7 separate regions of the Mus musculus genome follow, and regions 1, 3, 4, 5, 6 and 7 are each linked to region 2. Evidence: chromatin contacts called from public Hi-C, HiChIP or PLAC-seq and promoter capture Hi-C data. All regions are on one chromosome and are shown on one strand. The core of a region is the stretch at or near the end of the contact, and the rest is flanking DNA. Distances in the headings are between cores, read along the strand shown. Region 1 overlaps Scaf4 (SR-related CTD-associated factor 4). Region 2 holds the start of Eva1c (eva-1 homolog C (C. elegans)). Region 3 holds the start of Tmem50b (transmembrane protein 50B). Region 4 holds the start of A930006K02Rik (RIKEN cDNA A930006K02 gene). Region 5 holds the start of Ifnar2 (interferon (alpha and beta) receptor 2). Region 6 has its middle 17 kb from the start of Gm35714. Region 7 holds the start of Dnajc28 (DnaJ heat shock protein family (Hsp40) member C28).

Evidence for each region. Promoter capture Hi-C pulls out the DNA fragments that hold promoters and counts their contacts. Hi-C and Micro-C count contacts between places; a contact is called where the count stands out from the background. HiChIP or PLAC-seq counts read pairs in DNA pulled down with a chosen protein or histone mark.
Region 1: a contact with region 2 is called in a promoter capture Hi-C map of hippocampal neurons, with 2.4 times the contacts expected there. The contact joins the enhancer-like site here to the promoter of Eva1c in region 2. A contact is called at or near these places in 6 of 39 promoter capture datasets (the 3T3-L1 cell line, 3T3-L1-derived adipocytes, cranial neural crest and 3 more) and 2 of 115 datasets of contacts at active chromatin or transcription factors (astrocytes and embryonic forebrain).
Region 3: a contact with region 2 is called in a FOXA1 HiChIP or PLAC-seq map of pancreatic cancer cells. The contact joins the promoter of Tmem50b here to the promoter of Eva1c in region 2. A contact is called at or near these places in 1 of 39 promoter capture datasets (liver), 1 of 484 Hi-C or Micro-C datasets (embryonic stem cells) and 2 of 115 datasets of contacts at active chromatin or transcription factors (microglia and pancreatic cancer cells).
Region 4: a contact with region 2 is called in an H3K27ac HiChIP or PLAC-seq map of embryonic stem cells, with 4 times the contacts expected there. The contact joins the promoter of A930006K02Rik here to the promoter of Eva1c in region 2. A contact is called at or near these places in 1 of 39 promoter capture datasets (liver) and 2 of 115 datasets of contacts at active chromatin or transcription factors (embryonic stem cells and pancreatic cancer cells).
Region 5: a contact with region 2 is called in an H3K4me3 HiChIP or PLAC-seq map of embryonic stem cells, with 8 read pairs. The contact joins the promoter of Ifnar2 here to the promoter of Eva1c in region 2. A contact is called at or near these places in 5 of 39 promoter capture datasets (embryonic stem cells, liver, stem cell-derived epiblast-like cells and 1 more) and 2 of 115 datasets of contacts at active chromatin or transcription factors (both in embryonic stem cells).
Region 6: a contact with region 2 is called in a Hi-C map of the N1E-115 cell line, with 4 times the contacts expected there. The contact joins the enhancer-like site here to the promoter of Eva1c in region 2. A contact is called at or near these places in 3 of 39 promoter capture datasets (hippocampal neurons, liver and stem cell-derived epiblast-like cells), 1 of 484 Hi-C or Micro-C datasets (the N1E-115 cell line) and 1 of 9 other capture datasets (adipose tissue).
Region 7: a contact with region 2 is called in a promoter capture Hi-C map of liver, with 4 times the contacts expected there. The contact joins the promoter of Dnajc28 here to the promoter of Eva1c in region 2. A contact is called at or near these places in 5 of 39 promoter capture datasets (hippocampal neurons, liver, pre-B cells and 1 more) and 1 of 9 other capture datasets (embryonic stem cells).

Annotation. Positions count from the first base shown.
Region 1 is chr16:90,250,602-90,254,681 of GRCm38.p6, forward strand. Scaf4 (SR-related CTD-associated factor 4) reads right to left here. Exons shown (of 20, transcript NM_178923.4): 8 at 1,656-1,849; 9 at 1,274-1,382. Among named protein-coding and RNA genes, the nearest start is that of Scaf4, 32 kb to the right of the region's middle. Within about 2 kb of position 1,775, at least 7 of the 459 cell types and tissues checked have an H3K27ac peak or open chromatin away from gene starts, as enhancers often do. A contact at or near this core is called in hippocampal neurons, where this site is marked.
Region 2 is chr16:90,829,101-90,832,999 of GRCm38.p6, forward strand. It overlaps Eva1c (eva-1 homolog C (C. elegans)), which reads left to right and starts at 1,759. Exons shown (of 8, transcript NM_001199210.2): 1 at 1,759-2,332. The coding sequence starts at 2,173.
Region 3 is chr16:91,595,565-91,599,362 of GRCm38.p6, forward strand. Tmem50b (transmembrane protein 50B) reads right to left here and starts at 2,116. Exons shown (of 7, transcript NM_030018.3): 1 at 2,018-2,116.
Region 4 is chr16:91,462,956-91,466,843 of GRCm38.p6, forward strand. It overlaps A930006K02Rik (RIKEN cDNA A930006K02 gene), which reads left to right and starts at 2,149. Exons shown (of 2, transcript NR_077219.1): 1 at 2,149-2,681.
Region 5 is chr16:91,370,730-91,374,675 of GRCm38.p6, forward strand. It overlaps Ifnar2 (interferon (alpha and beta) receptor 2), which reads left to right and starts at 2,054. Exons shown (of 9, transcript NM_010509.2): 1 at 2,054-2,345. Gm36587 (a long non-coding RNA gene) reads right to left here. Exons shown (of 4, transcript XR_876244.2): 1 at 2,861-3,946.
Region 6 is chr16:90,184,998-90,189,118 of GRCm38.p6, forward strand. No RefSeq gene overlaps it. Among named protein-coding and RNA genes, the nearest start is that of Gm35714, 17 kb to the right of the region's middle. Within about 2 kb of position 2,699, at least 11 of the 459 cell types and tissues checked have an H3K27ac peak or open chromatin away from gene starts, as enhancers often do. A contact at or near this core is called in the N1E-115 cell line and liver, where this site is marked.
Region 7 is chr16:91,617,081-91,620,890 of GRCm38.p6, forward strand. It overlaps Dnajc28 (DnaJ heat shock protein family (Hsp40) member C28), which reads right to left and starts at 1,919. Exons shown (of 2, transcript NM_138664.2): 1 at 1,678-1,919; 2 at 1-299. The coding sequence starts at 274.

The DNA of each region.
Region 1 (4,080 bases), core at 525-3,024, 580 kb before region 2:
AACAGTGATTTAAGGTGCAGCTTTATGTACAAGGTGACAATGACAAGCTAACCTCAGCCAAGGAGGTGCTTGATTGCAAATGGTCTTCTTTCAACTTTTTAACAGTAATTACGATCTTAGAAGGAAAAATGGCTGCAAGAAGTGGTTTCTTGATTCCGTTAAAAAAAAAAAAAACCTGGGCCGGGCATGGTGGCGCACACCTTTAATCCCAGCACTCGGGAGGCAGAGGCAGGTGGATTTCTGAGTTCGAGGCCAGCCTGGTCTACAGAGTGAGTTCCACGACAGCCAGGGCTACACAGAGAAACCCTGTCTCGAAAAACCAAAAAAAAAAAAAAAACCAAAAACCCGTGTTTGCTAGGCATGATGGTGTACAGCAGAGTTGTCAGGCTGATCTACAAATGGAGACAGATCCTCACACAAGGCGTCATCTCAGAAACAAGTACAAAAGAAAAAAACAATGGTCTTCCATTCATAGCAAAGCGAAGCTACAGAATTTCCTGTAACCCTCTGGTGTGACTAGTAACACAACTGACACTAAGAATGGAAAGCTCTCTATAGTATCCAATCATCACAGCATGCAGGAAAGAGACTCTAGCAAAGGAAACATTGTGTGACTAGGAGGTTTCTTTACAAGGTCAATGTTATTAAATTATTTTAACGAAAACACCTATTATTATTAGATGAAGATGTCATGTTTCTAACCCTGTAACTGAAATCAAAAGCAACTCAAGACAGTAGCCACTTCACAGCCTCCACTGGAGCTGCAGCTCGCCTCACAAACTGTGCAGTAACAGCAGTGCTCAGAAGTACAAAAAGGTCAGTACAAGAAAAATGGCCCAGGATGGCCTTGTTGGTCATCAATGGGAGGAGAGGCTCTTGGTCCTGTGAATGCTTTATGCCCCAGTGTAGGGGAATGCCAGGGCCAGGAAGCAGGAGTTTGGTGAGCAGGGGGAGGGGAGAGGGAATAGGGGATTTTCGGAGGGGAAACCAGGAAAGGGGATAACATTTGAAATCTAAATAAAGAAAATATCTAATAAAAATAAAAGAGGAAGCCGGGCAGTGGTGGCGCATGCCTTTAATCCCAGCACTTGGGAAGCAGAGGCAGGTGGATTTCTGAGTTCGAGGCCAGCCTGGTCTACAGCGGGAGTTCCAGGACAGCTGGGGCTATACAGAAAAACCCTGTCTCAAATAAACAATAAACAAACAAACAAACAAAAGAGGAATAAAATGTAAACATGGAAAAAAAAGAAAAGAAAAAGAAAAATGCCGGTACCTGATGGTGCATCGTATCCTGCTGTATTGGCATCATTCGAGGCTGAAACTGGTCCATACTTTGATGCTGTGTGTATGCTGGCTGCTGCACGCCATCTCCAGGGTACCCACTAAAATGAGGTGAGCACTTTCATTACTCACTCAAAGCACTCAATGCCCTAAGTCACATTTACATTACAGAATGTCACTCTGGAGTAACAAGCAATCAACAAATTTAGTACAACACAAATGCCACATTTTAAAATTCTAACTCTGATAAGGACACTATTCCCAATAGGAATTTCTTTAATATAATTTTTTAAAACAAAGACTGTACTGGAATGTGTTTTTATCCTAACTGGTGCTTAGATTATACAACTTTCAAGGCATTAGGAAGAACTCACAATGGGGTCTGTGGAGGAGGGGGAGAGGTAGCAGAGGGCACAGGCACAGCCGTGGCAACAGCAGGTGTGGCTGCAGTGGGTGCAGGAGGCGCAGCCGTGGCAAGGGCTGCGGTGCTGATGGCTGCAGCATCCTCTTTCTTTGAGTCTTCCACAGCTTCTGGCTCGTCATCGTAATCGAATCTATCAAGCAGCTTCTGCAATATTCCATTTTAAAACAAAGACTGAGTCACTAAAAGAGAAACTACAGAAATCACACGTTTGCACGAGCCCCTACCATGCTCTATAAACAATTTCTTTTTCTCCTGCATGTTCTGGGGGCCTTGGTCTAAAGACAGGCAATTTTGACTAAGTGCACGTTAGAAAAAAATACAACTTAAATTCTATTTTCCTTTTCCAATGATGAAAGCAGTGTTCTTTTTTGCTTATTTCATAGTAAGTTTATGAGTACACTTATGTAAAACACCCACTTGCTTAGGCTAGCCTTCTGGAGCTCTGTGCACAGGCTAATAGGTGTATGCTTTCAGGCAGCTACAGTGCAGACTTTACCCTATCCCTATAAACACATATGCCCATGTGCTGCCCAGTCGAGAATATACTAATATAATCAAAGAAAAAAATATATGGGGTAGGACAGGGCCAACAGTCATTTCAGCAGTTTTACTATAAAATTTCTTTCTTAAAACTTCACAGCTCATACAAATTTTCCCAAACTTTTCTTAAAACAAACAACAAAAAACCTAACCCATATAATCTGTAAGTTCATGGGTTGGCAGGTAAGCTGCCTGTCTTGCAAGCCTTTTGAATTCCACCCTTAGAACCCTAGCAAAGGTGGAAGGGGAAAAAAAAAGACTACTCAAAATTGTTCTGACCTCCATGTGAACCATGCCATACGTAATTCACTCCCATCATAACTTTAAAAAAATTAAGCTTATTTTAAGGAAATGTAATGCACTGAACAGTTACTGTGGCTCCCTTTAGAGAGACTATACACTTTGTAATCATAATAAAATCTGTGATACAGACCTGATTTCATACTTTACATAGATAAGGCTCAGGACATCAGCTAACTTTTCTCTCCAGCTATGCCTACTAAACTCATGGCTTTACACCTCAGGTTCCTAACTCACGTTTCTTGTGCTGTTCTGCCTTCAAGCTCCAGTGTACGTTATGAAAAGATTTCTAAGTCACAAGAGGAAGGGCTTTCCTTAGACAACAGATTACACAGAACAAGTGTAAAGAGTGTTTGGTGACATAGTAAAAAACTCTTCTCCTTTTTCTGACATAGGGTTTCTCTGTGTAACAGTCGAGGCTGGCCTGGCACTCTTTGTAGAGTGAGCTGGCCTCGAACTCAAATCTGCCTGCTTCTGCCTCTGCCTCTCAAGTACTGGGATTAAAGATGTGCATCATCAAAGCAGTAAACTTCTTTATAAAAGAGCAATTAGTATTTTCTGAATATAATCTGTATTTCAGGTACTAACTTGTGGTAACAACAAGATACATTTTTTTTCAGTTTTAATATCCATATATATTGATATGGAAAAAGATTTGAAACAAAAAAAATCTAAAAAATTAAAAAAATAATTTCTGGTGGTTTAGAGGAAGATGTCGAGAGATCTGAGTAAGTGTTCCCAGTGTCTAGTGTAAAACAGGCTTCACTGCAATGAGGAGCACAGAGCACACAGCATACACACCCCATGCCATTACCCCCAGCATAAAATGTCTTTGTGCAAACAACTCCTTCAGGTAAAACCACTGCCGTGGTCTTACTCAGCATTTCCACTGCTGTATGTAAGAGGGAAAGTAACAGCAGCAGATGCTGCGGAGAATGACAAACAGTACTACCCAGAGATTCCAAAAGACTAGAAATGCAAGTATGAATGAAACAAAAAGTACTAACAGCCTATACAAAGAAATCCATTCACTAAAGTAAATGAACTCTCTGCAGGAGAAACTCTCAGCACATCTGAGAGCTGAAGAGATGCATTTAGAGTACTGTCTACTCGACAGGTACATTGTGATGGGTAATTTTTGCGTCAACCTGGATATCTAATATAGGCACCAGTTGTCAGGTCCACCCTAATAAAGACATTACTGCGATTAATGCGGGGGTAAAATACTTTAGACCACGTCATTTAATCAGTAGACCAGGAGTGTAGCAGATCGACCTGTCAAGTAAGTGGGCCCTGGACATGATCTTTCCCCCAAGAACTGTTTCCTGAAGAAGCCCCTGAGGAGCACAGCACAGAAAGCCTGCCCAAGTTTCTAGTCCGCTGCCCTTTGGGATGTTCCCAGGAAGTCTACATTGCTGACATTACATGGACTTACAGGCTGCTCATCTACCTGAAAAAAAAAAAAAAAAACTGTACATTTGCTGGTTTTCTACAAGTACACAAATGAATTCTTTAAGAAAAAAAAAAATCTCATA
Region 2 (3,899 bases), core at 509-3,008:
CCAGCCTGCCTCTCACTCTCCTGTGCTCTTTAAGCTCCTTGTCTTTTGTGAGGATTCATTCACTTGGTGTGGTTGGTCCAAGGTCTTGTCTTCCCTGGTATAGTGATGACTCCCGTGGACCGAATACCTTCTGTGTGTCTCAGGCTGTTTCACACACATCTCCTGCATCACCTGGTCACAGCCTGACAATATGGACGCATGGAGATGCACTCACAGTGTCAGAGACATCTGGAAGCTTCTACAGCCCCAACAGCACAATGCTGCCTGCCCCCATCCCTCAGGGAGCACGGTTCCCTTACTGGGCCCGCATCTTCATGCCCTGCCAAAGAACCTGACACACACTGGTAGCCAATCTAGATCTAGATGAGGGGATAAGATAGACGAATAGGAGGGACCCGAGGTCTGCACACTCTTTCTCCAGTGGTCTTTGTGAATTGAGCAACCTTACCTACTCTTCCAGCCTTAGTTTACCCAACATAAGACGTTCATATTAAACTTATATCCCATGATTATTGAGGCTGTGTTTTTAAAAAAGATTGTGTGTGTGTGGGGGGGGGGGCAGAGTAGAGTTCGAGTTCGTGGGTCCCCTGAGAGAGATTCAGGGTGGTTGCAAGCTGCCAGCGCTGGGTGCTGGAATCTGAACTAGTGTCCTCTGGAAAAGCAGCAAGTTCTATTAACCGCTGAGCCATCTCTCCAGCCCAAGGCTATGCAAACTGGGTCTCTCCATACAAACACCAGTATTTAGCATTTTCTTCCCACCCTCAGGATCTCAATTTGGGCGACCTAGCCCCCCGAAGGATGTGTGGCTGTCATCCTCCTAGAATCTAGTGGTCCAGCTCTGAGACAGTGCCACAGGGAGGCAGAGTGTCCTCTTGTTCTGCTGGCCTGGCCTCCGCACTCTGAGCTCTGCTCCCAGAGCAGGGCGGGGCTGGAAGCCTAGACCCGCCCTTGGGCCTCATTATCTACGTTTCCGCGTCAGGCGCGCTGGGTGAACTTGGCAAGCCCTCCCGGCGGTGGATGGGGAACACTTTGTGCCGAGCGCCCGCCCGCCCGCCGGGCCCTCCTCCTTCCCACCGGCGCCGCGGGGCCTGGACGCCTGCGCTGTTCTTAGGTCTGGGGTCTCTCGAGTGCCTAGCACCTGGCCCCGCAGCTCTGGACTCCCGCTCATCGTCCCTGGTGTCATCACCGATCTATTGGTCTACGGGTGTCCAAATGCGTAGACACCGCACGTAGTCAACAGGGTCATATAGATGCCGTGGCCCATTTTAAAACAAAGCTCAATTATAAGCGCTCAGCCGCTGTTTATTCCAGCCCAGTTTCAGATCCCCGAGGGCTGCTGTCAACTAGCACCCACAGGAAGCTCCATCCGAGCAAAAGGAACCTGGCTCGGAGCCTCGTGACTGGTTTGAGACTACCAGCTCCCTCAGGTCCGGACTGCTAGAGCCTAGGCAGATTTCTATGGTGGGCAGAAAGTTGAGGACCCAGTCTCCCATTCAGTGCGATCAGACGTACTGCGTGCTTGGTGGCTGAACAACAAGCGCTGAAGGTGGCAGAGACGGTAATGTCTCTATCTCCGGGACCTCACCTCCCACCCCCCTTCCCACGATCTCCGCTCCCCTCTAGCCAGGGCTGTACGCTGCTGCCTTGGTTCTAAAGTGCGTCACGGACGGGCACCAGCCGCGCTGCTCCACCGGCCTGGGTGAGGTTGGCGCCGAGCCAGCGCAAGCTGAGCCAGCAGCTCTTGACCATCACCCCGCCTAGAGACACCGGCGTGGAAAGCGCTCAAGCTGCGCAGCATCGGGTCGCTGCTGGAGACGCTCTCCGCTTTGGGCTCGGCGCCCCCGATCGGCCTCGGCCAAGCTCCGGAGCACGAGGTGACACCCCCTAAACTCCCTAGGCTGGCTCCCTAGGTTCATGGAGCCAGGAAGATTTCTTCTGAAGAAACTACGCCTCGGCCTCCCTGGGATCCTCGCCCCGCCCCGGGTCTCCGCCCCCTCCCCTTGGCTGGGGATCCCGGACCCGGCGGCGACCGCCTAAGAAGCTCCAGCAGCCTGGACAAGGAGGCGGCAGGGGGCCGGGAGCTGGTGGCTACAGACTCGCCCCGCCATGTGACGCGGTCCTCCTTGCCTGCGATCCCAGCGCCAGCGCCCGCGCCCAGCCGCGCCGCGCATCATGCTCCTGCCAGGACACCCGCGTCCACCACCCGCGCCCCAATCGGCGCAGAATCAGGGCCTCCGCAGGCAGGTAGAGCCTCCGGGGCAGCTTCTGCGCCTGTTCTACTGCACGGTCCTAGTGTGCTCCAAAGAGACCTCCGCGCTCACCGATTTCTCTGGTAAGAGCGCTCTTGCTTGCCTCGAGCCCGCGTTCCCCTAGCTGTTGCCCAGGTGAGTGGCCTCTGCATGGGGCACTACCTGGTTGGATTAAAGTTGAAGTGTTCTCCCTAACTAGTTATCTTGCCTCGTGGGAGCCCTTGGCATCTAGGTGGTGGTAGCAGGGAAGTCAGCCCTTATTAAGGCCGGGCTTATTTCGAGTTTCTCTAGGCTCTCTTGACTTTTGTTAGTTTCCTGGGCATCGGCGACGCAGCCCTGACCTTTGCATGTTCACCAGAGGACCCCTAAGCTGAGCCCGGACCCCTAAGCTGAGCCCGGACCCCTAAGCTGAGCCCGGACCCCTAAGCTGAGCCCGGACCCCTAAGCTGAGCCCGGTACCACGCCCAACTCTGGAAGATTGCCGTGGTCTGGACGAAGGGTTGCACTTGGCTGGCCACTCACACGATAAGGGTGCGTCCCAACCAGACTCCAGGGTACCCATGTAAGGAGACTTGTCCAGGGCACGTTGGACAGAAAGTCCAAGCCAGCCTCGAGGGGGGGAGCCTGGGAAGACTGGAGGTCTGGTGGAGATGCCCGGAGACTGATAGAAGCTGACAGAACAGAGACTGGACTCAGAGGCATGACTCTCCAACAAAAGGTGGCAGCACCCCCCCCCCAACACACACACACACACACACACACACACACACACACACACACACACGACTTTCTCCTGCCAAGTCAAAGATCAATGTGCTCTTTGGCGAATTCCTACCTGACCTCTGAGCAAAATACCTTAGCAAGGTGTGAGGCAAGGCTGCAGGTGGCAGTTAGTTGTGGGGATGGTTTTTAGAATCCATGCTCAAAGTGACAAATGTCTTTACCACTGCAACCGCCCCGGATCTCCATGTGCTCGGCATCTTTCTCCATCAACCCCAAGAAGCATCTATCTCTACCTACATCCTTTCTCTTGGGACCTTCTGCCTAGCTCAGGCTGGGCACAGACTCTAGCAACCCCCTTGCTACCGTTTTTTTTTTTTTTCTTTTCTTTTTCAGCATAATTGTGGTAAAGTCACCTGTCTGCTCCGCTCTGTTCTGCTCGTGTGACAGACTACTAGGCAAAGAAACTGGAAGTGCAGACTTGAGCTGGGTTTCTGGTTTGCTTACAGAGAATGTCATTCATTGTTAGCTGAGGTCAGAGGTTCTTTGCTTAGAATATTTAATATCAAGGCAGTGTTCTTGCCCGGCCAAGGAAGCCAAGATATGCCTGTTTGGCAAGCAAACCACAGTCCTTAAAACCAAGCTGCAGAGAATCAAAACTCTGGTAAATGTGCTGAGGAAATTCATCGGGTTTTTTTTTTTTCTAAGCACTGTGAACTTTTTTCTTTTTCTGTGACAGAACTTTCTTGGCTTCCAGAAACTTTCTGTGTTTGCTGATTTAAGCTGTAGCGAGCAGCTCCGAGTTCAGCCACTCTCTTGCCCTGATTATTGTAAGGAAAGAATTAAAAGCCGACAACCACCCTCACCCCCCCACCCCCATCCCATGACATCATTGCAACTGAACAAATATTGCTTTAGACAAATTGTAAT
Region 3 (3,798 bases), core at 866-3,365, 770 kb after region 2:
CTACAAGGTGAAGCAACCAAAATGTCTATCAGTAAGAGACCAAAAACACATTATTGTACATCCAAATAACAGCACACGGCTTTTGAAATTGTATATATGTGATCCTGTGTGGAGTGCATCTGAGTGCAGGTGCCCACAGAGGCCAAAGTCATGGGATTCCCTGGAGTGTGAGTTTCAGGGGAGCTGTGAGTCTGATGTGGCTTCAGTCAAGAAACTGAACTTGGGTCCTCTTTCATAGCAGGGAGCACTCAACCTCTGAGCCACCTCTCCAGCCCTCTTAGCAACTTTTAAAATTTTAATTAAAAAAAAAAAAGATTAGTCTACATACATCAATGTGTAAATGTGTCATTATCTGTTGCCAAATAGCATTGTGTTATGATGGCCTCCTTAAGAGTAGAACTGGGGGGCTGTCGAGATGGCTCAGTGGTTAAGAGCGTCGACTGCTCTTCTGAAGGTCCCGAGTTCAAATCCCAGCAACCACATGGTGGCTCACAACCATCCGTAACAAAATCTGATGCTCTCTTCTGGAGTATCTGAGGACAGCTACAGTGTACTTACATATAATAAATAATTAAAAAAAAAAGAGTAGAACTGGGACATAAAGAGTGGAGAGTGAAGGAGAGAATTTTGAGGAACTCCCCCAGCCTTTTTTTCAAGACAGGGTTTCTCTGTATAGTCCTGGCAGTCCTGGAACTGGAGCTGTAGACAAGACTGGCCTCACCTGCCTGAGTGCTGGGATTTAAGGCGTGCTGGAGGGTTTCACTTTTTATTTGCTGTTTCTGTATTGTCTGAAAACTTTACTTGATAATCTTCTTCAATGTTTATTACATTAAAAGACACATAAGGACTAAGCAAGATTGATTCTTTAATCAATTGACCCCAGTAGTGAATTTAGAAAACCAAAACCAAAACCAAACAACGCAATAGCGTTGAAGGCTGCTGTCTAGCTGATAGAGGAAGAATGGGGAGGATCAAAGGGTGTGTCTCCTGAAGAGGAAAAAACTACATCCTCACCCCGTTCCGATTAAACCTGCTTTTCTTGAAGCATCGCTATGCAAATTAACCTCTGGGTTTCATTTTTAGGATCAGGAAGTCTTTGAACACTATGCTCGTTTAAGTGTTTAAATTGCTTGGCTCTGGTTTTTGGAAGCCGCACACAGGTAGAAAAGACAAACGAGAAAGGAGGATGAGAAGCCTGGGAATAAGCGCCCCTGGAATTATCTAGAAATGGGATTTGTGGTACAAATAGGGTGAAGAGTTGGAGCGCGAAGGATGCACGGGGGGGTAGGGGGGTGGATGTTGTTGAGGGTGAGCATATCTACTCCAGCGAGAGGTTTGAATTCCCACGCCCCTCCTCCCATCGCAGCAGCAAGGTGGAAGAGCGAGCCCAGCCCTCTGCTGCTACGGTCGGAAAGGTCACGTATCTACCCACCTCTCAGGCTCAAGTACCTTCCAGTGGTGAAAACCAACTTACTGGCTAAAGACCAAAATGGCCTAGCCTACAACGACCACTGCTCTGCTACTTCTCTGAAAAGGCCACTCGCCACTTAGGATGAATTCCCAAAGACTTCCCTCCCTCTCCTCCCTCTCCTCCCTCTCCTCCCTCTCCCCCCAGCGCTTGCAGGATGGAGGGGAAAGTCAAGGATACAAGGACAGTTCCTGGCAACGGCTCCGAGCAAACGGGAGGGTCGCTCGTCCCCAGACGCTCGTGGGGCCTCGGTGGCGGCTGCGGCGGTGCCCCACAGGACCTCCATCCCCTACCGATCGCCTTGGGGACCTCCCCAGACTCAGGACGAGATGCGCGGCGGAGCGGCCTGCCTCGGCTGAGCGCGGGTCACGGCGGCGTCAGGGCCACGGGGCGCCGAGAGGACGCGGGCGCAGGCCGGGCCCCGCCGGTCGCCCGCGCGCTCCTTGGCACCGACACGGGCGGCGCCACAGAACCTCAGGCCGCGCCGGGCCGGCGCCCTGCGTTCGATCGGCAGATCACAGAAACCCGAGACCTGCCAACCGCACTCACCCGGCTACCTGCGAAGTCTACACCGAGCCCAGGCAGGAGCAGGGACGTCGAGGGCGCGCGTCTGTCCGGGAAGCAGCGGCCCGATCAACCTCAGTCCGGGAGCCGGGGGCCGGCGGCGGGCGGGAGGCCAGGGCGCCGGTGGGGCGGGGGCGAGGCGCCGTGCGCACCGCAGGAACCAATGGGATTGCAGCAAGTGGCCTGCGTGGGCGGGGCATAACCCCTGGAGGCGGGACCGGGACCTCAGAGGCGGAACGGGGCTGGACCCGTGCGCTCTGCGGAGACCAATCATAGTGCGACCGATTAGATAGAGGGCGGGGCTTGATTCCTGAGGGCGGGGCTGGCGCGGTGCTCTACCTGCGTCCTGGAGCTGAGGTCCGGACCTCTCCTGCTGCGGTTTGCGGTAGTAGTGTAAACTCAAGCGCCTCAGCATCGGTGAGAGCACCGGTACGGGGAACCCAAGCCTATTACGCAAGGTCCTCTTGCATATCAGCAGTTGAGCATTGTTCACCAGCTGCCGAGAGTCGAGAACGCACTCCAAGACGTTCAAAAACCAAGACCTCAGAAGATGAAGTTACAGGTCCAGGGATCCCAGTCAGTACTGGTTTTCTGAGGGTACCCGCAAAGCAAAGCTACATAGCTATTTCAGCCTGATTCCTTTTTCCGTCTATCCAAATAGATTTTTGGCTTGTTTTGGGAGCAAATCTTTACTTATCTCCTTTAGAGATACTGCCTCTGGATTTTTCAGCATAACTTCAAAAACCACATTTCCTACAGAATATAAATGCAGTTAAAGAAAGATGCAAAGTCCAAGTTACTACTACATTGAAGGTAAAAACACACTTCACCTAGATAGAGTAAAGCAAAAAGATTTTTGTGTCACGTAACTGTCACAAATGACATCCTGGATCCTGTTACTCCTGTAGTTCTTGTATATAATCTAGGATTTAGGTATTCAATAAATATTCACTGCATAAATTCCTTTTTGGAGTATGGGATTATGCACACACACTAACAAGCAAGAGGGGCAGCAGAAGGGAACATCTTTAGGTATCTGTCCCAGAGCTAGGGAATGTAGTTCAGTTGGTACATTATTTAGCCTTAAATACATAAGGCTCTGGCTTGTATCCCAAGCATCATATAAACAGGTGTGGTGATACATGCCTGTGATCCCTGCATTCCAAAATGTCTCAGCTTGGGTATGATCATGGTCTCAAGCATATTTCTATTTCCAGTCAGACTGGATTACACAGCAAATTCAAGACCAAACCGAGCCGGGCGTGGTGGCGCACGCCTTTAATCCCAGCACTTGGGAGGCAGAGGCAGGTGGATTTCTGAGTTCCAGGCCAGCCTGGTCTACAAAGTGAGTTCCAGGACAGCCAGGGCTATACAGAGAAACCCTGTCTCGAAAAAAACAAAAACAAAAACAAAACAAAACAAAACAAAACAAAAGATCAAGCTGAAGTGAGGTCCTGTCTCAAAACTACTGGAGGATCTGGGATATAGTGTAGTAGTAGTGCGTTGCCTGTCCAGAATGTGCCGTCTGCTTTCACTTCTCCATCAGTTAAAAAGGGGGGCAAGGGGGACTGGGAAGATGCTCTACCGGAGGACCCAGAGTGGGGCTCACATCCACCTGTAACTCCAGATCCAGGGGCCACCTTCCTCTTCTGGATTCCCTGGACATCAAGCATGCAAATGGTGCACATATATGCATTCAGGCAAAACAAAAATACACAGGCTGGAGAGATGGCTCAATGGTTAAGAGCACCAACTGCTCTTCCAGA
Region 4 (3,888 bases), core at 899-3,398, 630 kb after region 2:
CTGCTTCAGTTTGCCCCTCTGTCCACTCTGGACTCTTCCAGATGTCTCTGACTCTGGCTATGTCTCCCTTGTCTAGAATAAGAACCTCAACCCCGCCAGGCAGTGGTGGGGCATGCCTTTAATCCCAGCACTTGGGAGGCAGAGGCAGGCACATTTCTGAGTTTGAGGTCAGCCTGGTCTACAGAGTGAGTTCTAGGACATCCAGGGCTACACAGAGAAACCCTATCTTGAAAAACCAGAAGAAGTAAAGAAGAAGAAGAGAAGAAGAGGAAGGAGGAGGAGGAGGAGAAAGAAGAAGAAAGAAGGAGGAGGAGAAAGAAGAAGAAAGAAGAAAGAAGAAAGAAGGAGGAGGAGGAGAAAGAAGAAGAAAGAAGAAAGAAGGAGGAGGAGGGAAAGGGGAAGGAGAAGGAGAAGGAGAAGGAGAAGGAGAAGGAGAAGGAGAAGGAGAAGGAGAAGAAGAAGAAGAAGAAGAAGAAGAAGAAGAAGAAGAAGAAGAAGAAGAAGAAGAAGAAGAAGAGGAAGAAGAAGAAGCTGGACCCCTTCTTTTTTTCCTTTATTTATTGTCCACATCCTGCTCTCGGTGTCAGGATACCCTGTGGCTGACAGTGTGCAGGCCTTGTGTGTGCTGCCACAGTCTCTGAGTTCACTTGTCTATCAGTCCTGCTCTATCTGGAAAACACTACCTCCTTCAGTCCTCTGTCACCTCTGACGCTTGTATCTTTCTGCCTCCTTTTTGGCCTAGACTCTTGTGCCTTGGTGGGGAGGGATTTGGTGGAGACATCACATTTAAGACCTTAAGCTCTAAAGTCTCACTCTCTTCATATTGTTTAGCTATAGATCCCTGTATCAGTTGTTCTAACTCAGAGGTTCTCAACCTTCCTGATGCTGTGACCCTTAAATACAGCTCTTCATGTTGTGGTGACCCCCCAACCATAAAACTTTCATTGCTACTCCATAACTGCAATTTTGCTACACTTATAAATTGTAATGTAAATACCTCTTTTCAGATGGTCTTAGGTAACCTTTGAATAAGGATCTCCAGCCAAAAGTTGAGAAACACTGTTCCAACGAGTTTGCAAGAACTCTTGGACAGTGGGAAATAGAAACTTTAACAACCTTAAGTATGTGTCACTGGTAAGGTTCTTCCCAATGACTTAGTAGCCACGACCAAAAACTGTTGGATCCACAGATCTTTAGGACTTGTTCATTTCATGAGTCAAACAGTCGTGGGGGTTGATTCTTTCGTTTTTGTCATTCAAGGAGCTTGGGTTTGAGCCTCTTTGTCTTGTTTTAACAACAGTTGTCATAGCTGCAATAATAACCCTAAGAAGATCTGAAGAGAGAGAGGGAGAGAGAGAGATTGATTCTCTGGCAGCCCAGGCTGGCTCTCCACTCCCAATATAATGGGGGCACCCTGCTAACTACCTGCTGAGGTTACAAACATGTGTTACCATGCCCGATTCAATTATTTCATTTTTGCTGCCACGGGGTATTGAACCCAGGATCCCATGCATGCTTGTCCAGAAGCTGCCGATGTCCTCATCCATCATCTTTAAATTTTATTTCCATAGCGTAGTCTTGAGGTATGTAAGTAAATAACCTTCTCAAACGCAGGCTCGAACTCTTTACGAATAGGTGTCAGGGAACCATAATCTCAGACCACCCCAGCCCCTAGGATGTCACCTCTCCGCACACTGGAAATTACCTGCCTCTCTGATACCACCGAGGGTGCCCGGCACCCGTGGGTTCCCACACTAGGTTCCAAGAGAGCCCTTGAGGAACGAGCCATAGCTCACACACACACACAAAACCAAGAAACGAAAGCGCTCAGTGCAGGAACTCTGAGCAGGCGCTCTAGCAGCAAACTGAGTTCGCCTCTGCTGTTGGAACAATTAACGGTGGGCTTCCGGAAGTGGGGAGGGTCATGACCTGTCAGGAAACGGAAATTAAGAGGACAGTGACTGCATACTACAGGGCCTTTGCAGAGGGGGCGGAGCTTTCATCGAGGGGTGGGGCCTGAGCGGAGGGCGGGACGGGGGCGGAGCAAATAGATGGGGTGTTCCCGAAGGGCAGAGCCCGGGCTGGAGGGTGTTGCTAGGAGGGCTGCAATGGGCCAAGGATTTTTTTTGGCGCGTCACTTGAAGTGACAGAAGACGTAAGAGGTAGGGCTGTCGTAGGCTCGGCGTCTCTGGTGCTGCTGGCCCAGGCACCTCGGGTTCTGCCCGTAGCCTTAGGTGAGCGAAGGCCGAGCAACGGGGAGTAATTGCTGGGCGCAGGTAGCTTGAGTCCAGCGCTCTCACCCCGACGCCCGCCCAATGGCTCTGCTCCAGCCTGGGATTCTGACCCGGGCCCGAGCCTGGGATGGCTGGTGGGTGGGAGACCAGAGAGCAGCAGAAATGTGCTTTCCAGCCCTAGTGCGGTTTGTCCCGGGTTAACGGAGGAGTGAGATGAGAGTATCACTCCTAACAGTCGAGCAGGCTAACAAAACAATAACAAATAAGCCAGGGAACCACTGGGCTAATTACATCGGGAGAATGGCGACTGCTCTAAGGGTGAGAGACAAGAGAGATCTCTTCATAGTGATGAAAACAAACAAACAAACAACAACAATAAAACCAAAAAAGACAGCCCGGCATCCCAGCCAGAACTCCTGGAGATAAGTTCCGACTCCTCTCAGGGAGGTAAGTGATGCCCCAGGTCTCACCCTGAAGATGGCACACGGTGGAATTCATGCTAGCAGCGTGACACAGCCCAGGGGGTTGCTTTGGAACCTTTGTTCTTGGAAAGTTTTATGTTCAGCTCAGGGTGAAAAGAGTTTTATGTCTATGTTCATGTAAAATTAACAATTGAGCAGGGTGTACATTGAGAAATTAATTTTCAGGAGCTAAAGAGACGGCTCACTGGTGCTGCTGCTCTTTCAGAGGACTGCTGTTGGCGTCGTGGCTAACTCTAGGGCAGTGTTTCCCAGCCTTCCTAATGCTGCAGCCCTTTAATACAGTCCCTCGTGCTGCGGTGAGGCTCAACCATAGAATTATTTTGCTGCTACTTCATAACTGTAATTTTGCTACTGTTATGAATCATAACAGGCAACCCATGTGAAAGGGATGGAGACCCACACAGGCTGAGAACCCGTGCTCTACAGCCTCTTAATTCCATCTCCAGGAAAATCTGATCTTCTGACCTCTGCACGTATATATACTTACACACACACACACACACACACACACACACACGCATAATTAAAAACAAAAATGACTCAAAATGTGGTGGCACCCGCCTGCAATCCAACACTGAGGTAATTGAGGAAAGCGGCTCAGGAGCACCATACCCTGTGCTGGGTGATGTGAGCTTGTCTCCTGGAACTACATTAAAGATGCTGAAGTGGATGGCCAGGTGGCGCGTCTGATAGGATCTTGATTATACCAGTCATTGAGTGTATGAACTAATTTAACGTTCAGCCAGTTAACAGTTATGCCAGTCATTAAGTGTATAAACTAAGTTAACTTTCAGCCAGTTAACAATTACACCAGTCATTAAGTGTGTAAACTCATTTAACTTTCAGCCAGTTAACGATTACACCAGTCATTAAAAGCGTAAACTAGTTAAACTTTTAGCTCTCTGTTCAGCTACTATCCATTTTACAGGAGTGGAAGCTGCAGCACTGAAAGACGAAGTCGCCTACTCACACTGTACAGCCAGTTTCTGGCTTAGCAGAAGAATGTCCTTCCTTCAGAGTCAGTCCAGAGGAGAGAGCGTTGTTGCTTAGCAACTGTTGGGCTGTTGGTGTTGTTTTGTGCCCTAGTGTTTGTGCCTGCGTGTTTTCCTGTGCAGCTGTATACATTGCTTTGCACCCGGATGTGGGGGTCAGAGGTCAGGCGTCTTCCTCCA
Region 5 (3,946 bases), core at 804-3,303, 540 kb after region 2:
TGGGGAGCCCATGATCAGTTGGGTTTTGTTTTTAGTGATTAGGACAATGATAATTTTTCCACAAGGGCATACATAGAAATTTCAACAATCCTGTGTGCTGTGTGTGTGTGTGTGTGTGTGTGTGTGCTCGCATGCACCCCATTATACTTTATTCCTGTGCCCTCATTCCTCCCTGGCCACCCCTTCCTCCTCTTGGTCTTCCCTTCTTCCTCCCAGGTACAGAGCCCCTGGATTCTACTTTCATGACTTGAATGTCTGATGTCCTCTCTGGTTCTCCCTCCCTCCTTGGATCTCCTCCTCTACTTTCATGCCTTCTGTCTACTTCCATTGCTTATATGTAAATTTGCATATATTTAAGTCCACACTCCACATATGACAGAAACAGACCAATATTATTGAGCTGAGTTTGGTATATTTTGCTGAACATAATGATTTCCAATCCCACACGTTTTCTGAAATATTTCTATTTTTAATGTGCATGTGTATATAAAAGGGGGCATGCAGACCACAGTTTTGTATCATCTTTACCCCACTTGCTCGGGGCTACTTCTACAACTTCTTTGAAACTGTGGCTGAAACTATTTCAGCACTGAACGGCTTTTGTAGAGAACCAGGATCCCAGATAAGAGCCTTTCAAATTCATGAGACTGGTAGGAATTCTGCCAGTGTGACATAAGTGGTGGAAACCTCTTCAGGTCAGCCCAGAAAGAGAGACTCAGCAACTGTCAGTCCTGGTAGATGAAACTGTTCTCTTAAACTGCATATGGTGGCTCTGGAATGGTGATTCTAGCATTTGGTGGGTAGGGCGGGGAGATCTTAAGTTTCAGGCCAGCTGGACACACAAAGAGATCTTGTCTTTAAAGAGGGGGAAAACACATACACACGCTTTTTAACGGAAAGAAAATCCCTTTACATAAACTGTGAACTACCTCCCCTTCTCTTCCCTCGGAGATCTGAAAGTGAGAATCCAGGCCCAGGTAGGCATCATTGCCACGCCTCCTCTTACAGACTTCCATTAGCATTTCCACCTTGGAACTTCCACCTTCATACTTAGACTGTGCATACGCTACAGAAAGCTCCCGCGTATTCCATTTCGGAAGACAAGGGATGTCAGTTCCTAAGTAGGTATGGAAAGATTGTTTCTCCTTACTCTAAAATCGTTTGGTCTTTAGCCGGGCGTGGTGGCGCACGCCTTTAATCCCAGCACTCGGGAGGCAGAGGCAGGCGGATTTCTGAGTTTTAGGCCAGCCTGGTCTACAGAGTGAGTTCCAGGACAGCCAGGGCTACACAGAGAAACCCTGTCTTGAAAAACCAAAAAAAGGGGCTGGTGAGATGGCTCAGTGGGTAAGAGCACCCGATTGCTCTTCCGAAGGTCCAGAGTTCAAATCCCAGCAACCACATGGTGGCTCACAACCACCCGTAACGAGATCTGACTCCCTCTTCTGGAGTGTCTGACTTACATATAATAATAAATAAATCCTTAAAAAAAAAAATCGTTTGGTCTTGAGAGAGGGCCCTGGGGAATAGTAAGCAAAGACCCAAGAAGAAGCAGGCAATGAGTTATGGTATTTATAATTTTTGTTTGTGTCCTGTGTGGAAAATTATAATCAGAGGAGCTTAAAAACAAGTAAGCACAAGATGAGAGAGGGAGAGAAGAGGGAGGACTGGGAGGGGAGGGGAAGAGAGGGAAGCATGATTGACAAGCGTTCTGACACTCAGTTCTGCCCAGACCCCTCTTCCTTTGTATTTTGAGTCAGGGTGTCCCTACATTGCCCAGGCTGGCCTTAATTTTGCTCTGTATCAGATAGGTATTGAATTCGAGATCCTCCTGCCAAGGCCTTCCTGGAAGAAGAGAGTACACACCCGCATCACTAGGCCAGGCACCCAACCCATTCGTATCCAGTTAGTTCTAGGGATCAGGCACTACCTAGTCCTCCAAGGAGGCAGCGATAAACACAACAACCCCGATCCGTTAACTCTGGCTCCCTGGACTGTACTTGAAGTGGGTGGGGTCGTAATGGATGCGAAAGTGCCCATTTGTCGCCGGCTCCGCCCGGGCCCCGCCTCTCGCCTCGTTCTCTGTTCACCGCTAACCCCGCGGCTGGGAACCCTTGGCCTCCGGGAGCCTGCGTGGTCTAGCCCTAGACCAGGGGAAACCAGGCTGCCAGCGGAGACTCTTCGGGTCGCGGGGCACCGGCCATCCCGCCGCCGTCCCTTTCGCCTGGCTCGGCTCCCGCCTGCCTCCACTGCTCGCCAGCCGCGCGCAGCTGCGCCTGATGCCCAGAGCAGCTCGGAGGTGGCCCCAGGACATCCCAGAGGGGGATTCACGAGACCCGGCGATTCAGGTACTGTACTGCGGGCATTACGGGGACATGAATGGGTGTCGCTCGCCTCGCGGACAGTAGGACTGGGCCGCCTCCCCGCTGCCAGTTCCCGGAATCCCCTTTTCAATTCTCCTCTTCGGGACTCCGCCTCTTCCTGCCTTTCTTCCGTGGAGAGTCTGAGGATTCTAGCTCCCCCGACCCACAAGCTGCGTATGGGGGGCCCTCGTGGCCCCCGCATGGGCGCCTTCCTTTCACCGTTCCTTTGGTGAACTCTGGGTTTTTGTGGGCTCTCTGCCTTCACTCCACCAGCGTCGCCTCACCGAGGGTGCATGGGGCACCTTAGCCCGAGCCATTGCCAGATCCTAGGGGGTCCACATTCCTTAGGATCCACTACGCCTTGCCAAGCTAGTTATCATCTCCAGCCTCTGGGTCCTGTTCTGCGTCCTGACACCCCTCCCCCTACACACACACACACACACACACACACACACACACACACACACACACACACACACACTGCGCGCCCTGAAACCTACCTAAGGTCCCAGGATCGTTTGTTCAAGCTCCTACGAGGTCACTGAAGGGGTTGTGGCCCGCAGAAGATGGGCAGGGATGGGATACAGGAAAGGCACTGAGTTTATTGGTAGCTTGCATTTCTATTCCAAGCCAGCCAATAGTGCATGCGGTAAACCGTTGGCCCCATTGACCCATTTATTTGGTTAACATGGCTCTACTGGAAAACTTTGACAACCTATGAACTTTTGTGTTTTAATGTTTGTTTTATGTCCCTGTTTTGTGTGACAGGAGATCTTAGGAAATAGCCCAAGTGTCATCTAAGAAAGGTGCTAAGATTGGGACCAGAGACTGAGTTTGCCCTACTGTCCCCTGTCCCTTGCCTGTCAGTCCTTCTGTGCAGCCTTGGGAGAGTAATGAGGTGGGGTCTGGTACTGGGGTAACAGAGGTCACACCAAATATGGCTTCATCGACTTCACCAACACACTAGCAATTTGGGGATCGTTAATGAGGTTCATCAGTGTGGCGCAGGAAGTGACTGTTGTTCAAAAGTGGCTTTTCAAATTTAAATCATAAAAAGAAAAACCCGGATGTGACTATTCTAAAGTTTTTTCCCCTGTATTTATTTGAACATTTAAAGAGAGCTGAAGTTGTAGTGCCCCTTCCTCGTAGTCTTGGATTTCCTGGCTTGGATTCTCAGGGCTGCAAGTTTTAGTTAAGTAGTTAATGTTGAGTTAAAGAGCTCTCTGAGGTTTGGTTTGAGTTACTCAACAATGTGTCTAAAATAAATCTAGGAAGACCATAGCCTAAGAGGTACTGTTTTAGAAGTGAAACTACTTTTTGTTGTTGTTGGGTTGGTGGTGGTAGTGGTGCAACCATATCAGATAAATGATAACAGTCGGCTGCGGAGCTACAGCCCCAGACCAGACGTAAAACATGCATACCTCCATCTACTGAGTAACCTGTAATCTCACTTAAAACTCAAGGGACTGAGGTGAAAGGATGTTGTGTTAGAGGCAGGAGTAAGCTGCTTGGTGAGATCTTATCTCAAACAAAGAAAAGAAAAAAAAATTAGACCACTCCCAAATTCCCAAATGAATATTCTACTA
Region 6 (4,121 bases), core at 1,449-3,948, 640 kb before region 2:
ATCTTGTTAGTATCTGAGACGCTGAGAAGGGAAGCCAGGCTCGCAGGTCGGAGTCCGGCAGTTTGTCCCCACTGCACGTACGCACACACATGCACGCACGCACGCACAGACGGTACTTATGTTGAAGGCTTCAGCTGACCATTTGACTCGAGTTTGCATACACAATCATCTCAAATGCGAGGAAAAAAAGGAAGCAAACACCAGTGGTGTGGCCTGGCTCTTAGGTTCTCTAAAGCTCCCGTGGCACTACGGAGAGGTGGTGGGAAGTTTAGGGGTCGGGCTTATTGAGGAAGGTCACTGACAGAGCACATGCCTGTGAAGAAGTTTGCTCACTCACAGTGAAGACACTCAGGGCGGCCAATTTGGAGCATCACTGCAGGGCTGGGCATATAGGTCAGTTGGCGTGCTTGCGAGCATGAAGCCTTGAGCTGCATCCCTGGGAACGTTCTTACCACACAGCGAGGTGGGAGTAAAGCACTCCCTTCTTAAAGCATGGAGGCTGTATAGGAGCGGGCAAATGGGTTAAGAGTGGTGCCTACGGCCTTGCCAGATCTCACCACACACACACACACACACACACACACACACACACACACACACACACATCTAACAATCACAAAAATAATGCACGCATATAATAGGCATATATTAAATGTCAAGTGTGTGTCATTTTACACTTCAAAATGACTCAGTTGCATTTTGTCACATTTTATTACTCATCCAGGATAGACTACATTTCCTGTGAAAATTTTGTCACCAATAAGCTCCTGGTGAGAAAAGTTGACCGTTCCAGAAATCTGGTCGATGACTGAATAAACAGTTCAAGAAAATCCAGAGGCTCACAGCCTCACTGTTAGCAAGAAGATCTACCTGTTGGGTTGTTGTTGTTCTTGATGTTTTGTTTTGTTTACCAGGGTCTCACTATGTAGCTCTGGCTGGTCTGGAACTTGCTATATAAATCTGGCTCGCCTCTGTCACAGACAGGCCCTGCCTTTGCCTCTGTTTTTTTCCTATTGTAATGTAAAGACGGCAATCTCAGCAAGTGCTCCCTCTCTAAAGGAGCCCTCACAGCAATATACATTATACAGAGTCTTTATACAGAGTCTGGCTGTCCTGAAATGAAACTATGTAGACCAGGCTGGCCTTGAACTCAGAGATAGACCTGCCTCTGCCTCCTTGAGTCCTGGGATCAAAGGTGTGCGCCATCACACCCAGCAATGTTTTGTTGTTAGAGATTCAAGGTTCGCGGAAAGCACACATTTAGAGGCAGAGATCCAGGCTACTCATCTTTAAGATCCAACCCTAGGAAGGCTGGAGTGGAGGGGAGGAGTGACTGTCTCCATTGTGTCTTAGTGGATTCTGAAGGACCGATCAGCGAGTCTGGGCTCAAGACAACAGTGAAACCTTGCTGCCACCTGCTGGCCACTTAAGCCATCGTTCTGGGACCTTTGATGATCAGGAGCTAGCTTTTCTGGTATTTTGGATAGCTCATCTTTTCTCAGCACTTTTATGCTTGGCAGTTTATCTGAGCATTCTGGGTACCTGTCAATAAGAAGATGTGATTTCTTATGTCAAATCTGTATTATCATATTTGGTCTATAATCCTGGGAAAACCCAATAAAACCTGCTTTCATAAGGCAGTGGTTGAAGAAGGTGAGTATATACAAGTGTATTCCTGAAGTTCTAATGCCAGTGCATTCACCAACTGGGTGGCTTTGCCAAATTACTTCACTGTTCATAGCCTCCCTGTTCTCTGATTTAAAACAGAGCTGATCACCAGGTCTGCAGACACCAGGGACAACCTTTCAAACAGAAGGGAGGTGCTTGCTCAGTTGACTCTGTCCCCTGCCCATGAAGCTGTTCTCAGCTCCTGGGGATCCACCATCCATCTGGCAAGGGGGACACTGTGCCCCAAGGTACTCAGAGGCACTCCTGAGGAGCTGCCGGATTCCTGTCATTTCCCACAGTCCTTTGCTGATCCTCATATCCTCTCATCTTGATCACACTCTGAGGATGGGAGTCACCCCTGTTCATTGTATGCATGAATGTCTGTGTGTGTCAGAGAGAGAGAGAGAGAGAGAGAGAGAGAGAGAGAGAGAGAGAGAGAGAGAGATCGTCACTCAGTTTCTCTCTCCTGAACCCACACGTCATCCCTTTAAGGACACTAGTGTGTGAACATTATACTTGCTAAGTATATGACATAAAATCTGAAGGGTCCTTTTCAATGGTGCCTAAATGAACAGAAAGTGTTACCCTCCTAATGTCTGCTAGCTTAGCTTGCCACCCCACACACTTTGCTAAGCTTTGCTCCCAAACTATAGGTTTTGAGAAGAAAATTACTAACAGCCGAGCTTGCCCAGCAAGGCCATGCCTCTAAGCATTAAAATAAAAAGGATGTAAGACATAGAGATGTAATAAGACATTGATTGATTATTACAAATAAGAGAGAGAGAGAAAGGGAAGGAAGACTGGGACTTAGATGGCGTGTAGGCAGGCTGTGTCCTCCTGATTATGGTAAGAGGAAATGGAGGAAGGGTCACGGGGTCAGAGTTCACAGACTGTTCGCTCCACTCAGTCTGTGTCCACCCGCCTCGGGGCCTTGCAGCCTCATAAAACGAGTGGCCTCGCTCCTGCTCTACTGCTCTTATGGATCGTGGTGACATGGGTGGGAATTTCCCAACAGGCTCAGTTGATGGCGCTGTTTGGTAGGTCAAGTGTGGCCTTGCTTAGCCTGGAGAATACACAGACCCACCCACTTCCGATCTGCTCCCTTTAATTCTGTTTGCCACCAGGGATAAGAACTCTGAGCTTCTGCTCGCGCTTCCATGCCTACTATTGGCTGCTGCACCTCGATGCCGTGATGGACTCACACTCACACACACACACCCGAACCACAATCCAAAATAAGCTCCTTCCTCTATAAACTGCTTCTGGTGGGTCATGGTGCTTTATCCTAGCAAGGGAACAGTATCTAATATGTCAGGGTCATTTGCTTCTCACGTGGTTTTTTTTTTTTAAAGATTTATTTATTTATTTATTTTTTTGTCTATTTATTTAATGTATGCGGGTACACTGTCACTGTTTTCAGACACCAGAAGACAGCATCGGATGCCCATTACAGATGGTTGTGAGCCACCTTGCGGTTGCTGGGAATTGAACGCTCCAGCCCCTCTCACACAGTTGTTTCCAGGTTAGCAAACGCGGATGATAACCTACTTGAACTTGTTAGCAAGGCTTCCAAAGACATCTATTCTCAGGAACTTGGTCTTCTGTAAAGCATGTGAAATACAAATCAAAACAGCTAGCTCCTGGCCGGGCAGTGGTGGCGCATGCCTTTAATCCCAGCACTTGGGAAGCAGAGGCAGGTGGATTTCTGAGTTCGAGGCCAGCCTGGTCTACAGAGGGAGTTCCAGGACAGCCAAGGCTATACAGAGAAACCCTGTCTTGAAAACAAAACAAAACAACAACAACAAACTCAGCTAGCTCCCATTAATAAGGTATACATCCTAAGAGACTTTTTTTTCTATATATAAACATACGTGATAGTTTTACATGTAAACTAGGCACAGTAAGAGATTAACAAGATCCAAAAATAAAATAATTGTCACAATACACTGCAACAAAAATTATGTTATAAGAAAAATAAGATATGAGGTTATCTTTTAGGAATTTCCAATTAATATTTTCAAGCTTCAGATGACTGGAGTAATTGAAAACCAGAAAGTTAAAGCTTGGATGTGGAGACGACTACTGTCCATCACTGGGAGGACTACTGTCCATCACTGGGAGGACTACTGTCCATCACTGGGAGGGCCACTATCCATTATTGGGAGGGCCACTGTCCATCACTGAGAGGATCACTGTCCATTACTGGGAGGATCACTGTCCATCACTGGGGGATCACTGCCCATCACTGGGAAGATCACTGTCCATCACTGGGAGGATCACTGTCCATCACTGGGGGATCACTGCCCATCACTGGGAGGACCACTGTCCATCACTGGGAGGATCACTATCCATTACTGGGAGGATCACTGTCCATCACTGGGGGAATCACTGCCCATCACTGGGAGGATCATTGTCCATCACTGGGAGGACCACTGTCCATCACTGGGAGGATC
Region 7 (3,810 bases), core at 669-3,168, 790 kb after region 2:
TCTTTATAAATGTTGCAGAGTCAGCATCACTAGAACCGCTGTCTGGGTGGTACTGCCTGGCGAGCTTGTGAAAAGACTCCCTGACGTCGTCTACAGAGCATCCTTCATCCAGATTCAGCAGCCTGTAATATTCTCTCAGCTTCTGGGATTCATGGGTTGATATCATCCTGGATCTGGGGTCTGAAAGCATTTTTATACCAGGAGGAATCAAGGAAGCGTTTGTTAGGTGCAGTCTCAAGATCCGAGTGGTCTTCATGCACACTGTGTTTATCATTGTATCTGGAATTCTTAACAGTGATCTACAAAACAGCAAAGAGCAGTTGGATACACTTGTACTATCAGTCATTTTCTTTTCATCAATAACCAGGTAAGGGTATGGGTTCCATGTCCTTAGTAAGCTTTGGTTCTTGGGGGCAAGAGAATGGGTTGAGGTGTGGTTCCCAGCACCCACATGGCAGCTAATAAATGTCTCTCACTCTGGTTCCAGGGGGTCTGACTCCTTCTGGCCCACTCAGGCATTGGACACACATGGTGCACAGCCATAGTGTAGGCAAAACACCATATGTATATAAAAAAGAAAGTCAGTTCTTTGTAACAATGTTGCTAAACAAGAATATATAAGTATCTATGACTTTTCTTGGTGCAGCTAGAAAATGACAGTGATGTTTGGCTATCACATAGTGTGACAGGAACTGAAGTCTACTGCTTGAAGACAGGGTTTCTCTCTGTGTAGCTCTGGTTGTTCTGGACTCACTTTGGAGACCAGGCTGGCTTCAAACATAGAGAGATCCACCTGCCCCTGCCTTCCATGTTCTGGGATTAAAGACATGCATACCTCCGCCCGGATCCAATGCACAGAATTTTAGATCTAGAAAGTTGTTAAAACTCATCTAACCTAATTTTCTCATTTTATAAGAAAACGGGTCCAGAAGGTTAAGCAACTCTTAAGGTTAACCAAAGAACTTACATTACCAGGTACTGCAAATGGTTAGGTTTGGGGCACAGTAAAGCTTAACTGCTTTTTGCTTGTTTGTTTTTGAGATAGGGTCTCTCTACATAGCCCTGGCTGTCCTGGGACTCATTATGTAGACCAGGCTGGACTTGAACTCACAGAGGTCAGCCTGCCTCTGTCTCCTGAGTGCTGGGACTAAAGGAGAGCATCCAAGCCCCACACTTGGCTTAGCTATACTCAGCAAATTACACATTTCCCTGAGCACAATTTGTGTTGTTGTTTTGTTTTGCATACAGTGTAGAATGGTCGTCACCATTTCCAAGTATCTAACTTGCTGCATATCAAACAGGGAACATACAGACCGGTACTCAGTGGGACACCAGATGGGACTGAGAATCAAGAATGCAAGCGACTTTAAGGTCTGCACCTCGCTATTTGCTAGGTGCCAGGGCAAGGAAGGGCGATAAAGGGTGAGAGAGCTTTTGCTGTATTTAAAAACGCATGGTCCTGTGGAAAAAGATACTGAACACTGACGAAAGGCAACGGAGTACTTACTGGAGGATTACTGATCCTTTGAATGTAAGGTGCGTTTTAGAAGTCATGGTAGCCCGATGTCACAATATAGGGGTCAGTGGATTTTAGAGTTGTCTGGGATGCCGGTGGTTATGCTCACCGTGGTGAGGGGTGCCTCAGAAGAGTGTCGGTCCGCTGCACCCCCTACTCACCTTCACAGACGTGATGGGGGTTCAGCGGCTCGAAGCTCAAGCTGCGCCTTTGCGCAGCACGCGTGGCCCGCTCCGTCCCTGTCTCGGCTACTGGACCCTCTGCCGCGCTACACTGCAGAGCCTTTCTTCATACCTTACTACGACAGGTAGTTTCCCTCACCAGGGACAGCGATCTCTTTCTTATAAAACCATCCCCCACGGAACAGAGGACAGACTCCCCTGGACGCTTGTTGTTGTGCCGGGGGCGATAGGCCCCGCCTCTACCCGCTTTCGAGGGCAGGGTTCGGCCGATTTGGATTGTGGGAAATGTAGTTCTCCGGCAGGTGCAGAGTAGAGGCATTAGGGCCTGGAGAGGAGTTATGGCTTGTGATAGATTTGTGACCCCAACGTGTATGTAATTTGAAGAGCACTGACCTCAGTAAATTGTTTTAAATGGAGGAAGATTAGGCCGTTTGCCTCTATGGGACACCTGCACCGTCAGTAGGCTTCTTTAAGCCTAGAAAGATGGTCTTTCCTTCAACCAAGTTTGGATTAAAGGTGTGCGCCACCACTGCCTGGCCCAGCCAAGTTTGTTTGGGTGGATGGCTCTTGTTTTTTGACACTGTCTCCCTTAGCCCAGGCTGGCCTCACACTCGCTATGTAGTAAAGAGGGATTTTGGGTTGCACATCCTCCATGCTTCCGTTTTCCAGGTGCTGGGATTACACAGTAAAATTGCTACTTGTTTATGGAATGTTGGGGATATAAAACCAAGGGCTTATGCATGCAAGGCAAGTTCTGTCAGGGCTCTGCGTATTGTACGATACCTCACCCCATTGAGCACCGCACATAGCCAGGGGTTGGAAAAGAAGGGAAAAATGTGTCTTTGGTTTTATTTTATTCTTTATTATTTTATTTTTATTAATTATTATTATTTGGTTTTTTTGAGACAGGGTTTCTCTGTGTAGCCCTGGCTGTCCTGGAACTCACTCTGTAGACCAGGCTGGCCTTGAACTCAGAAATCCACCTGCTTCTGCCTCCCAAGTGCTGGGATTCCCTGCCTCTTGTCTCTTGAATGGTTAAAGACATGTCACCGCACTCCATCCTAAAGATACAGTTTTAAAAAAATTAGCGGCACACTTTTAATCCCAGCATATAAAGGCAGAGTCAGGTGGATCTCTGTGAGTTTGAGGCCAGTCTAGTCTGAAACTCTGTAGACCAGGCTGGCCTTGAACCCACTTGCCTCTGCCTCCCAAGCGCTGAGATGAAAGGTGCGTGCCACATCTGGCTTTGAAAATCTTATTACACCGGTTATGTTTTGTATGTGTAGTTTCGTGTTTTGTATGCTGTGGTCTCTACTGGTGGAGTTGGTTGTCTGCTTCTGTCGTGTGGATCCTGGTGGTCAAGCTTGAATGAAGGTAGAGTCTTTACAGGTTGGGCTATCTCAATCTTGAATAACTAATGTGTATATAGTAGCCGCTCACACTCAATGTGTCTAAATAGTATTCTGTTGTGACCATCATGAGAGCCAAGCATTGTGGGAGTTTGGCTGTGCTGCCTGAAAAGTGTTAGCCCATCGCCCGGGCTTGCTGACTCAGCACAACCTTCATCTGGGTCCACTGCTCCCACCTGTTGTATGCAAATCTGCCTTAACTGCCAGTGGCTGGCGGAGGGGCTTGGGTATATAGGCCAGGGAAGGCAATTCAGGAGGCTGGCTAAGCTCTGTAAGGAAGCCTAGTGATGTCTGCCCAGAGTGAGCTTTGGCAGAATGGCCCTGGGTTTGGGACCCAGGGAGAACGGAGACATGGTTTCCTCTTCCCCTGGGAAGGGGTGTGGCAGCATGCCCTGCCGACTCCTCCGCCTTCTATTATCACCTCTGCTATTTTAAGGCGTATTTTGATTTCAGGCAACCAGACACATGGATTCTCCTCTGGAGACCTGGTATCAGCTACTGTAGGGCAAGGCTGGTACTTAAAAAACGGGTGGAAGATTAGCTTGAAATAAAGAGCTAGAGCATTAATGTCCTCTGTTGTTAATCTTGAGTACCGAGGTCAAACTGAACATTCTAATCTCCAGGTCATGGGGTCACCGAGACTTCTAGTAGCTGGTTTCTATGTAAGTGGCTTCCCTAACCCATGGGATTTCCTTCCCACCTG